Linked DNA regions of Mus musculus: region 1 is linked to region 2. A link is a contact called in public HiChIP or PLAC-seq data. All regions are on one chromosome and are shown on one strand. Each heading gives the region's core, a stretch centred on a gene start, on an enhancer-like site or on the middle of the called end of the contact. The rest is flanking DNA. Distances are from core to core; before and after follow the strand shown. Region 1 holds the start of Cyp11a1 (cytochrome P450, family 11, subfamily a, polypeptide 1). Region 2 holds the start of Cplx3 (complexin 3).

The links. HiChIP or PLAC-seq counts read pairs in DNA pulled down with a chosen protein or histone mark.
Region 1: a contact with region 2 is called in an H3K27ac HiChIP or PLAC-seq map of double positive thymocytes, with 5 read pairs. The contact joins the promoter of Cyp11a1 here to the promoter of Cplx3 in region 2. A contact is called at or near these places in 5 of 39 promoter capture datasets (the C10 cell line, the HPC-7 cell line, embryonic stem cells and 2 more), 1 of 484 Hi-C or Micro-C datasets (large pre-B cells), 1 of 115 datasets of contacts at active chromatin or transcription factors (double positive thymocytes) and 1 of 9 other capture datasets (liver).

Annotation. Positions count from the first base shown.
Region 1 is chr9:58,013,504-58,019,563 of GRCm38.p6, forward strand. Cyp11a1 (cytochrome P450, family 11, subfamily a, polypeptide 1) reads left to right here and starts at 1,449. Exons shown (of 9, transcript NM_019779.4): 1 at 1,449-1,795; 2 at 2,771-2,926; 3 at 4,691-4,890; 4 at 5,790-5,993. The coding sequence starts at 1,536. RefSeq lists promoters at 33-1,502, 551-1,521, 997-1,521.
Region 2 is chr9:57,603,363-57,609,372 of GRCm38.p6, forward strand. Cplx3 (complexin 3) reads right to left here and starts at 2,919. Exons shown (of 3, transcript NM_146223.3): 1 at 2,619-2,919; 2 at 1,355-1,442. The coding sequence starts at 2,782. It overlaps Lman1l (lectin, mannose-binding 1 like), which reads right to left. Exons shown (of 13, transcript NM_199222.3): 11 at 5,800-5,923; 12 at 4,844-4,971; 13 at 3,671-3,918. The coding sequence ends at 3,786. Gm32392 (a long non-coding RNA gene) reads left to right here and starts at 3,069. Exons shown (of 3, transcript XR_003948333.1): 1 at 3,069-3,348.

The DNA of each region.
Region 1 (6,060 bases), core at 199-2,698, 410 kb after region 2:
GGGGTTTTCTTTTTAAAGACACCCTGCTTTTCATAAGGAAAATAATGTGTTAGAAAGACCACAAATTTTTCTTAGCCTTTACGTGGAATAACATTCAATAAAATGGAAAACAAGCAAACCGACAAGAGCTAGGCATGGTTGTGCAACCGTCAATCCCAGCATTCAGGTGGCTCACTGTGAGTTCAAGGCCAACCTGATCTACATAGAGAGTTCCAGGTTAGCTGGGGCTACACCGTGATTCCCTATTAAATCCATGCTAAGGGTGTATGTAGCTCAGTGAGTTTTGACATATGTAAGAGGTAGCAGAAAAAGAACATCCTGAGCTGGATGTGGTAGAACATAGGTACCTGTAATCTCAGCGTTTGAGAGGAAGAGAAAGGAAGGTCACCTAGGCTAGACCATATGGTAAGATCCTGTTTTAAAGGCAAAGGAAGGTTACCTAGGCTAGACCATATGGTAAGATCCTGTTTTAAAGGCAAAAGAAGAAAGTACACTTTCTGTCATAGTGGTGAATGCATATAATCCCAGGACTCAGGACACTGAGGCAGGGGGATCTTAAAAGCATAATGAAAATAAAAAATGCACTAAATCCTGGAGAGATGGTTCAGTGGTTAAGAGCACTGCTAGTGCTTTGACTGTTCTTCCAGAGGATCCAGGTTCAAATCCCAGCACCCACACGGCAGCTCAACTATCTGTAAGTCCAAGATTTGACACTTTCAAACAGACATACATGTAGGTCAAACACCAACGCACATTAAATAGATAAAAAAACAACATAAATAAATACATACATACATAAGTAAATAAAACAATACTTGCTCGTCAGAACATTTTCAAAGAACACGGAGTATGGTTGTTTGTCAAAGAGAAAAAAAAAAGCAGAATTTCAAGAATTAAGGAACTGTACAAGATCAGTTAATAATCAACCATTTGTAAGTCCCAGGAACACAGGAAAGATGTCTGCTGTTCTATAACTGGCCAGGTAGTCAGTTCCTCCAGACCCGTGCATGATCTTAGGCTATCTCTCATCTTAGAGGATATTCGTCATCACCTAGGGGCCAGCAGAAGGCCTTTGTCATGCAAAACCCGCAAGGAATGGAAGCAAACCCAACTATTGCAGAGTCATAAAGGGGCAGGAGCTGAGGTTGAGACCCAAGGGGGGGGGGGCTAGCCATGAGCCAGGAGGTCTAAGCCTCATTTTCTTCCCATGAAAATGGAGATAGCAAAGTTGCCTTTTAATGTGTCTGAAGGATAGTGGTCTTAGGGACCCATAGGGTGGACACTGAGGTTAGAGGCCTGGAGCTGCCTGCCAGTGTTTGCCTAACTCTACTACAGACTTTTCAGACAGAAAGTTCAGAAGTTCTTTCTCTGAGTTTGGGAGGGGCTGTGTGAGCCCAGCCCTCTGGAGGAGGAAGGGGGGAGGTCACCGCTCCATCAGCTTCTCTCTTAGCCTTGAGCTGGTGGTTATAAGTGTGGCTCTGGAGGTTTGGGGCAGAGACACTCGTGCAGCAGGAAGTGGCAGTCGTGGGGACAGTATGCTGGCTAAAGGACTTTCCCTGCGCTCAGTGCTGGTCAAAGGCTGCCAACCTTTCCTGAGCCCTACGTGGCAGGGTCCAGTGCTGAGTACTGGAAAGGGAGCTGGTACCTCTACTAGCAGTCCTAGGTCCTTCAATGAGATCCCTTCCCCTGGCGACAATGGTTGGCTAAACCTGTACCACTTCTGGAGGGAGAGTGGCACACAGAAAATCCATTACCATCAGATGCAGAGTTTCCAAAAGTATGGCCCCATTTACAGGTAAGCCTGGCAGCAGGTGGAGCAGGCACAGGGGGAGGCACACGGCTCCTGCTTCCTGTCTGCCTTTTTCTTTCATTTCTTCCAGGCTGGGGCTGGGGCTGGGGCTGGGGCTGGGGCTGGGGCTGGGGCTGGGGCTGGGGCTGGGGCTGGGGCTGGGGCTGGGGCTGGGGCTGGGGCTGGGGCTGGGGCTGGGGCTGAGGGGATAGTCTTCCCTCATTTCTGACTCCAAGACTTTTTCTACTGGTATAAAGAAGTGTGAGCAAGCAGTGCCCCCCTCACCCACCAACTTTAGCCACCCTAAAAGTCAAGTTTGCTGTCTCTATCTTCAGGGGGAAGGAAATGAGACATTGGTGCCCTGACTACTGGCAAGCCCCGACCAGGCTTTAGCGCCAGCCTCAGCTTCAGGCCCTTTGTGTCTGGGAGCTGAGCAAGAACAGTACACGCTCTTAATCACTGAGCCATCTCCCCACCTTGACATTTTTCTTTAATAGAAGTGAAGGGTGCCATCTCACTTTTGAGGCGAGTGACTACTCTGAATTACAATTCAAGAAGAGCCGGGCTGGCTTGGAACTTGGGAGATACAGGGCATTCACTGTAGAATGACAAGAAAGCCTGCCATGGCTTCAAGCCCAGCAGGACAAGAAGGTTCAGCGTGGAATCGGCATGATTATGAAATGGAAGGATTGGGGTGGGAGTGGGGCTGGTCCTGGGGTGCGCTGTGTGGTGTATGATAGTGTCCTGCCGTCCTTTGGAATGAGTCACAATGTCATAGGAAAATGTGTCATGTTTGGCTCTTCAGCAGCTCCGCAAGACAGATGTCACATCCATTTCCCATCTCATAGGTGACACTGAGGCTCAGCAAAGGGAAGGTCCCAGCCAGAAAGCTGTGTACTGATTGTGTAGAGAGGCCTGGCTGCCCAGGGTGTGTGTTCACGGCTGCCTCAGGTCCAACATCAGCCGCTCTTGTCTTTCCAGGGAGAAGCTGGGCACTTTGGAGTCAGTTTACATCGTGGACCCCAAGGATGCGTCGATACTCTTCTCATGCGAGGGTCCCAACCCGGAGCGGTTCCTTGTGCCCCCCTGGGTGGCCTATCACCAGTATTATCAGAGGCCCATTGGGGTCCTGTTTAAGTGAGTTCTGAGTGAGCCTCGTGTGTGTGTGTGTGTGTGTGTGTGTGTGTGTGTGTGTGTGTGTGTAGGGTGCTGAAGGAAAGTGGTAGGGAGAGGGGTCGGGGGAAAGAGTGGCTCTGCTCATCTTCCTGTTCCATAAGGCAAACGATGGTGACAACAGCCATGACAGGGAAGTGTCCTGCCGACTCCCAGGGGGATGTCAGGCTGAAGTTCTTCATGAATAGTGGAGACTTTGCAAAGTTCTCACTAATTGCTTTAACTATGAAGTGCCACTTTATCAAACACCTGCTAGGTACCAGGCCTTGTGCCAGGTGTTGGCAGTACAGCTGTAAATAAGGGCCTGACAGCCTGAAGCCACTGTGAGAAACAGCGAGATCTGCCACTGAGATATAGATGCTATTTTCTACCAAATTGCATACTGATAAATTTATATATATTTATATATAATTTTTATATAAATATATAATTTATATATAAATATAAATAACATATAAAATATCTATCTATCTATGTATCTGTCTATGTTTCTACATTGATAGGGTCTTTCTACATTATCTAGAACTTTCTAGAAGTTGCTACATAGACCAGGCTGGCCTCAAACAAACATCAGCTTGCTTTGGCCTCCTTTAAAGGTTAAGGACATGTGCCACCACACCCAGTGTCACTGAAACTTTTAAATGTGACTAAATCAAGGGTTGGCAAGGCCCTGGAGCAACTGGAGCTCTCGTGCACTGTGGTGGGAACATGTACCTGGCCTCTGTGTGAACAGTGCTTGGATGTTAACTCCCAAGACCGACTATTACCAGGGCCACGGTGGCTGTGAGTCACACAGTGTTTCTAACTTTAGTGACATGCCATGTCCTCTCAGGGAACAGGGTCATAGGCTAGAATGTTTCTCCAGGCTATAGTTAAAAAAAAAAGAAAGAAAAAAGAAGGAAAGAAAAAGAAAAACCAGGAAGCCTTCTAGCTGGTTGAGATGAAGGAGGACGGTGGACGAGAGAAGGTTGCATATACCTGCCACAATGTACAGGTACAGACTCAGGTCCACGACACGGCTGTCCTGAAATGCAAAACTGAGTGGAGAAGGCAAGTACTCCAAACTCTGACAGGCATTTAGAAACTCTGGAGCTAGCACAGTCTTTTTAGTGTCTTTTAAGAGAGATTCAGTAAAACCATACACAAAAGGGGGAAGGGACCCAGGCTCGGGTGGGGGGCTTCATGTGGAGCAGGGTAGGCTGAAACCATGAGTTTACAAAATTATTTGCCTCCAGACTCTCAACTTTTTAAAAGAAGTTTTTATTCATAGAATTCTATTTGTGTGTATATGTCTGGTAAGTATATGCCATGTGTATACAGATGCCTCTGGGGACTAGGAGAGGGCACCGGATCCCCTGTGGTTGTTACAAGTGGTCCAGAGTTGCCCTATAGGGATGCTGGGAACTGGACTTGATTCCTCTCTAAGAGCAGTGAGCCATCTTGCCAGCTCACAACGTTCTTAAACAAACAAACTCCCCCAAATTACAAAAGGAGCATTGCAGCCGGGCAGTGGTGGTGCACACCTCTAATCCCAGCACTTGGGAGGCAGGGGCAGGCAGATCTCTGAGTCTGAGACCAGGCAGGGCAGGGAGGGAGTAGGAGAGGAGAGCAAATGTTGGGAGGAGGGGAGATGATGTTGCTGCAGGTGCTGGAGCTAGAGAGCCTAGCAAGTCCGTAGGTGCCAGGTGTGGCATCTGTGACCTTGAGGCGGGACCTGTGTTTCTCTAGGAGTTCAGATGCCTGGAAGAAAGACCGAATCGTCCTAAACCAAGAGGTGATGGCGCCTGGAGCCATCAAGAACTTCGTGCCCCTGCTGGAAGGTGTAGCTCAGGACTTCATCAAAGTCTTACACAGACGCATCAAGCAGCAAAATTCTGGAAATTTCTCAGGGGTCATCAGTGATGACCTATTCCGCTTTTCCTTTGAGTGTAAGGATCTTACACATGACTGACTGGCAGGAGCTGGGGGTGGGGAGCCAGCGTTCACCCTTTTACCTTGAGACCCCAGGCCCTGTGCTTGTGTGGATTGGTTTCTTGGACAGACTCTGTACTGTCAGTCTCTCGGGGGTAGTCAAATAGCTCTCATCTGACATTCATGTTGGGGAAGTCCCCAGATCATAGGTTTTCCATGCCACCATCCTCCATAAGCCAGAACTTGGCTTGGCCCTGCATGCTGCAAGTCTCCCTCTCGTAGAAACAGACCTCTGGAGTTGAGCAAGAAAGAGGGGACCTCCTGGGTTGATCTGGGCTGACTGTTGAAGGACACTTAGAAATTATCCAGACTGGGTAAGGCGGTTAGGCGTCATAGACCAGGCATAGAACAGTGCATGCATATGGCTTAGTAGAAGTCATGTGATGCCTGCAGGAGATCTGGGGTACCCTGGGCTTGGTATAAAATTGGCATTCAAATTTTTCTTGTGGTAAGTGAGAAAACTTGAATCTTTTAGTTTCAGCCAGATTGAATCCTGGGTGACTTGGAGACTGCTAACCTAAGTCTCCCAGGCCATGTGTGATGTAGTGATTGCAGTCAGTAACAAAGGGAAATCTCTCCTGGACAGTTCCGTCCTGGCTCAGGTGGAGTCCACTATTCCCATCAAAGCGTCCTGATCAGGGCCGCCCCTATATCCCTCTGAGGGACCTGAATTGAAGCCAGAAGGGCAGTCTTCTTCCATCTCTTGGGGCTCAGGTCTCAGTTGCTTTGCTGGAGGAAGCTAAGGATGAGCAAGGGCCCCTGTGTGTGGTGGGCATGGATGGGGATGGTTCTGGGTGCTGAGGCTCTTGGAGAGCCAGGCTGGAAGAGGGTCCTTAGCCTCAGTCTCTCACTGCAGCCATCAGCAGTGTTATATTTGGGGAGCGCATGGGGATGCTGGAGGAGATCGTGGATCCCGAGGCCCAGCGGTTCATCAATGCTGTCTACCAGATGTTCCACACCAGTGTCCCCATGCTCAACCTGCCTCCAGACTTCTTTCGACTCCTCAGAACTAAGACCTGGAAGGACCATGCAGCTGCCTGGGATGTGATTTTCAATAAAGGTGAGGACTCCTCTGGCAGTACTCATGCCTGACCAATGGCCGCCTCTGTTCCACAATTAACCAATGG
Region 2 (6,010 bases), core at 1,669-4,168:
GAGACCTGTCTCAAAACAAACAACAAACAAGCAAACAAACAAACAACAGGAAAAACACAGCAGCGGCTCGCATCTATAATCTCAGCACTCAGGAGATGGAAGCAGAAAGGTTAGGAATTCAAGACCATCTTCAGCAACATGGGACCTGATATCTCTGTTTTATGTTACAAATAAGAGAGAGAGAGAGACTCAGAAAACTAAGCAATTTGCCTAAGATCATAAAGCCAGGAAGGGAAGAGAGGGTCGAGATTTAGATCTATATCACTTCTTCCAATATCTGTACTTTTGTACCTACTTAGAGCCACCCTTCTCCCCTGGGCATCTGGGGGGCTGTTCGGGGTCTTGTCCTGTGTCCTACACAGTTGCACTCATGTCTTCCCTTCTCTTCTAGAGTAAAGTCTCTTATGTGATTTATATAAGCATTTGAGCCATGACCCTATTGCTATCTGAACTTGCAGTAATGCAGACTTTCCTTTGAGAGACTTCCAAAAGACTCATGGGAAGTCTGTGACAGCCAGGGGCTCAGTAAGCACTTGGTTGGAGGAGTAAACCTGATTCCACATAGCTGATCTCTGTATTGAAGTAGGAAGCCAAGGCCTGGCCTATGGCACCCTACTCCTCAGAGTAGCCCAGCTCTGGGCACACAAAGGTTACTCTGGTAAGTGGCTTGTCCCATGTAGGTGTAGCATGCTTGTGTGTCAGTCTAGTGCTGCAGCATCTTGGGAAGCACGGGGCAGGAGCTTCCTGAGACAAAGACAGGCATAAGGGGTAGTTGGCTCCTTATGGGCAGACCCATGTAACCTGAAGAGTAGCTTGAGCACTGGAGTAAGCAAGGGCACAGTAGTCACAGGCTTGAGTGCTCCCACCCACTGGTTAAGTCCTTTAGTCTCCCTGAGCTCAGTTTCACAAGCAGTGTCTAGCAGCTCTCTTGAGAGAGTCAGGGGAGAACATGGCTGAGTACCTAGTGCATAGGAGGGAGGAGTCATGGCCTCTCCTCCGACCAGCTCTCCAAATGTAATCAGCAGCCCCGTTAGAGTTCACTCCCTTATAGAGTCTGCTTCCACACTCCTCTGCGTCTCCATGGGCCAGGCTTGACCCAGCTCAGAGAGGTGGAAGTGAAGGAAAAAAGGACTGTTCCCAGAAACACAAACTTGTAAACTTCCAAAGGCCTGGGGTTTGTCTCAGCTCTTGTGAGCATGTTGGTGAATGAATGAATGAATGAATGAATGAATGAAGAAAAGAAATCAAGCACCTTGTGTGATTCTTACGGGCTGAGAGTTGAGGGGTCCTGAGGGAGTCTGAGCTCCCGGTGCTCAGGATCCCAGTAATACCTCACAGGTTAGGCCCTGGATACCTTGGGCAGACGGTATTTGTCTCTGAAGTGACTTCGCAGTGTGGCCCGCTCTGCCTTCCTCTGTGTGAACTGTGCATCTCGCTCCATCCTGTGTGAGAAGAGGATACCAGTTGTGATGTCATCTCAGGGGTTGAGAGAAGGTGTGGGGCCTGCAGAGGAGGGGCTAATATGGTCTGGAAGGAGGCAGTATGGACCTTCCAAACCCCTAGCTGGCCTGTGCCTAGTTAATCCCCTCAGACTAGCAGGCTTAGCTTTTGCCACAACCCACCACCGTGTCCATCCTCTGTGTTCTCCACTCCTGCCAATAGAGAGAGCTGAGTGGGAGGGAGTCTTGTTCTGTCTGAGTCTCTCTCTGAAGATCCTTCGCAATCTCTGACTCAAGTCTCTCTTTGCTTCTCTGACAGGCTGTGTGGAAGGGGCGGTGGGGTTATGTGTGCAGGGGTGTGTGTGGGACAGTCTGGACTTGATCCTAACCTGCTATTTTTGGTATGCCACATTCCTTCCACTTCTGTAAAGTGAGAAAACTTGCAACTCATAAAACAACCGGTACTAAGTTGAGTGACAATAGCTGACATGTCATGAAGATTTGCCACGTGCCAGGCGCTATACTAAAGGGTTAACATGCATTAAGTCATTCAGTCCTCACAGACGTATAGAGCACGTATTGTGATTACCACTTCCAATTTTCCAGAAGGAGAAAGGAAATCACAGAAATGTTAAATGACTTTTCTAAAGTTACTCAGCTAATAAGCAAAGTGAGGATCAGAACCAAGCAACCTCCCCGCAATGTTCAGACCGTCGCTCTCTCTATCTCCACTCTGCCCTAGAACTCTTGCATAGAGTAGGCTCAGTATCTCTGAATACCCCCATCGTGGATCTGTCCCCATGACGCTGAGCCCTGCCAGATGAAAAGTACTTTTCTTACAGCCTCAGGCTCAGAGGAGCCCCAGTTGGAATACATGCGGTTAAGACCAGATCGGATTAAGGGATTACCTATTTCATCAGAGATGCACGTGCACCCTCCCCCACCGCACCCCTACCCCTGCCACACTCTTCACCCTTTCCCCAACCCCCTCTAAGCCAGAGGATGAAGCTGGAACAGGGTCCTGGATTTGAAACGGGATGGCTATAAAATCAGCTCAGAGAGCACCTCTTGCTCTCTTACTATATTTAGGAGAAGTAGAGGGGATCTCTGAGAGGTGGGTGTAGCAGCGTGAGGGTATTTGAGTGAGGGTCACATGAGCGAAGAAGAAATTCCACTTACTTCTCCTCCACCAGTTGCTTCTGATACTCCTCGTACTCTTCTCGGCTCATGCCCTGTGCTTCGGCTGCAGACTTGTCTCCGTCCCCCTTGTCCTCGCCGCCCCCCAGGCTCCCTGTGAGGTTCTTCAGTTGGCCACCCACCATGGACTTCACCATGAACGCCATGGTCTTTTCTGACCACCGCACCAGGCGCCTGGTTCGTCAGCGCCTACTTCAGCACTAAGTCCCGGGGACAGCTCCGGTTGCGAGCTCGCGCCCCACGCTTTGAGCACTGGTCCCTACCTTCCCAAAACCCTCCTCACAGAGGGGGGAGGGTGCGGGGGGGCATGCACGGGGCTGAGAAGCCTGAACCACGTGCCTGCTCCTCACTCCCGCCTTTCCCACGTGCCTTCTTTAGCGCCAGCAAAGCACTGCTGGCTACTGCTGACAGCTGATTAGGGCTTGTGGTGGCGGGGTCCCTGCCCTGGGAGAAGGGGCTGCGCTGAAGTGTGCCTTGGTTCCTGCTTCCTACCCTCCAATGACCTCTTCTCCTGGGTCATCGAGAACCAGGACTTCATCTTGGAGTGCCCGGTAGCAGCAAGGGGCAAACACCCCCACCCTTATGTACCATTCCATCCTCCTCCTCCCCCCACCTCCACTCTACTGACCCTAGCATCTACCTCAAAGTGCTCAAGGCCAGGAAGTGGGGGAGACCTCAGAAGCGCAAGCAGGAATCCCAGTTATATGGTTCGGTGAGTTTGTGCTCAGTTCCTTTGTCACGTGTCTGCCCTGCTGTCCCTAGAGCCTCAGGGAAGGGGAGTATTGTTTGAGGGCACTGAAAAGATGAGCCAGAAGGAAACACAGGGACTTGTCCTTGTCCTTGGTGAGTTTAGGGACAGAATTTTGCACAGTTATCTCCCTTTGCTTCAGTAGTTCAGAGGGAAAGGGTGTGGGGGTATCTGGCTCTTGGCCTCCTTGCCTGCTTGCCTGTTTGCTTTCCTGATGCCCACACAGAGAAGGTAGAAGCTATCAGAGGCTATGTGAGGCTGGGAGATAAATGAGGCTATCAAAACAGCAAGAGGAAAATCACCTTTAATATGATGGACTTGCCAAAAACTGAGATGTGGGCACTGGCTAAATCCTCTATCCCCCATTTTTTTTCCCCAGTAAGACATGGCTTTGAGCTGGGTCAGGCTTGCATGCTGGGGGAGATGGGCTGTCTCCTCAGAACCCCTATCGTCCTGGTGATGGGTAATGCAGGCTCTAGAGAAAGGCTTCCTGTGGACAGGTACTCCTGAAGCCTCTTGTCCAGCTCCTGCCTGCTGTGAGAGAGAAAAGGTTACTTGAGTCTCCCTTCTGAGACCAAGTATTCACACTTGTCTCACAAGACTCAGTGTATGACAGGCTGCCACATTCTGGGACCTTCTGTGTCTCCCTTGATGTCCCATGAAGTCCCCATTTCACCCCGGCATTTGAAGTCTACCTGGGTGGTTTAGTGCCAGAGTTGCACTTCTAGGTATAGGTTTTCTTCTTTGGTTTTTGTTTTTGACAAGATCTCATTGTGTAGCCAGCCCAGGTTGGTCCAGATTTCGGCATCCCTCTACCTCAGCCTTCCAAGAGTTGAGATTAGAGACATTTATTTCTAATCCAGAGCATCGAGATTCCTTGCCCAATCTTGCAAATTGGCCCTGCCCTTTACTTAAACAGTACTCAATGACTGTCTTTTTCCCCCCTAAAGATGTTGTTTTGTTTTGTTTTGTTTAATGCCTCCATGCTTTTTCTGATGCTGTTTCCTCTGCATCAGTGCCTCTTGCCTATCTTGTCAGGCTGAAAAACTCTTAGTCACTTTAATGATCCAAATCAAATATCTTTTCCAGGTCAGTTCCTTGATTCCCCATCCACTCCCCCAACCCAACCCTAAAGATGAATGAATTGCTTTTTCCCCAAGTCTCCAAGCTTCCAGTCATAGCACTGGCGACATAAGGTCTGACTATCAGTTTTCAGATGCTCACTCTAGAGTGAGCTCTGTGGGGCAGGACCAGATGGGACTGGGGCTTGAGAAGGTATCTGTGCTTTGCAAATGCTGTGTCCCTGGTCTACGTTCCGCTCCCAGCCCTCTAGTGAAGTGGGTAGCGCCCGTCTGAGCCTCAGAGTCCCCACTTTCAAGTTCGACAGTTGTAGATGTTCAAGTTCAACAGAACCACTTGATACAGGTAGAATGGGAGTCCTGCCCGTGGGAGGGCCCACCTGAAGTTCACGTAGCAGAAGAAGCCTACAGTCTGGAGTAGGAGGAAGAACAGGAAGATGCTGGTGTGCAGACATGTGGAGGATCCTAGAAGCCAGCCAGATGGGCGAGGGGCCTTGGCTGTCTTCTTCTGAAAGGGAAGTATGAGACCCTGCCTCAGCTTCTAACCCAGGGGAGGGGAGGGGACTTGGAATCTATGCCTTGCATGGTCCCTATTTATCTCCCTCAGGCTTGAGCCATCTTGGCTGTCATCTAGGGAACATGGATAAAGGGCAGTGTCCAAAGCTGCATCTTCCAGTCTCACGTGGATCCATTTGTGGGAATAGTTCATAAGATGTAGGTCCTTAAGTCAACAACAGACTAAAAGCTTAAGAGACAAGAGTGGGGGCTGGAGAGATGGCTCAGTGGGTAAGAGAACTGACTGCTCTTCTGAAGGTCCTGAGTTCAAATCCCAGCAACCACATGGTGGCTCACAACCATCCGTGATGAGATCTGATGCCCTCTTCTGGTGTGTCTGAAGACAGCTACAGTGTACTTATTTATAATAAATAAATAAATCTAAAAAGAGAGAGAGAGAGAGAGAGAGAGAGAGACGAGACGAGAGGGAAGGAGAAGTGGATGCTGAAAGTGAGGGCGAGGGAAAGAGCAAGGAAGGACAGGGACCCAGGAAACACTGGTGCCACCACTGAATTTGAGTGTCCCTTGGCATGGTCTACCCCACTTGCTTTCTGGTCATCGAGGTGGGTTGACCAAGGGGTCTCTGGGTAGTGCTGAGTGGTGGGCCTTCCTCCTGAGCAAGAGAGTGCATAGATGAGATCTGTGTCCCTTCACACCCATGTACGGGCACACATAGGTGCCTGTCAGGCACAGATGCATCGGAGCTGCAGGAGTGTTGGGAGAAGAGCAGGAGAGACCAGATCTCAAGGATGAGCCCCTTGTACTACCCACTACTTCTTACCACCAGACCCCGGAGGTCCTTCTGCAGGAGGCTGAGGATATGGTCCAGTTCAAAAAAGTGATGCTTAGTGCCCACAGGCAGGTAGAAGACGTGTGCTCCTGAAGCCATCCGGGCAGCTGCTTCCCTGGTGGTGCGATGATCCATTACTCTTTTTGATTGTACCCAAATTACTTAATCTTTCTCTATAATCCCCGATGCTCAGTACATGGTA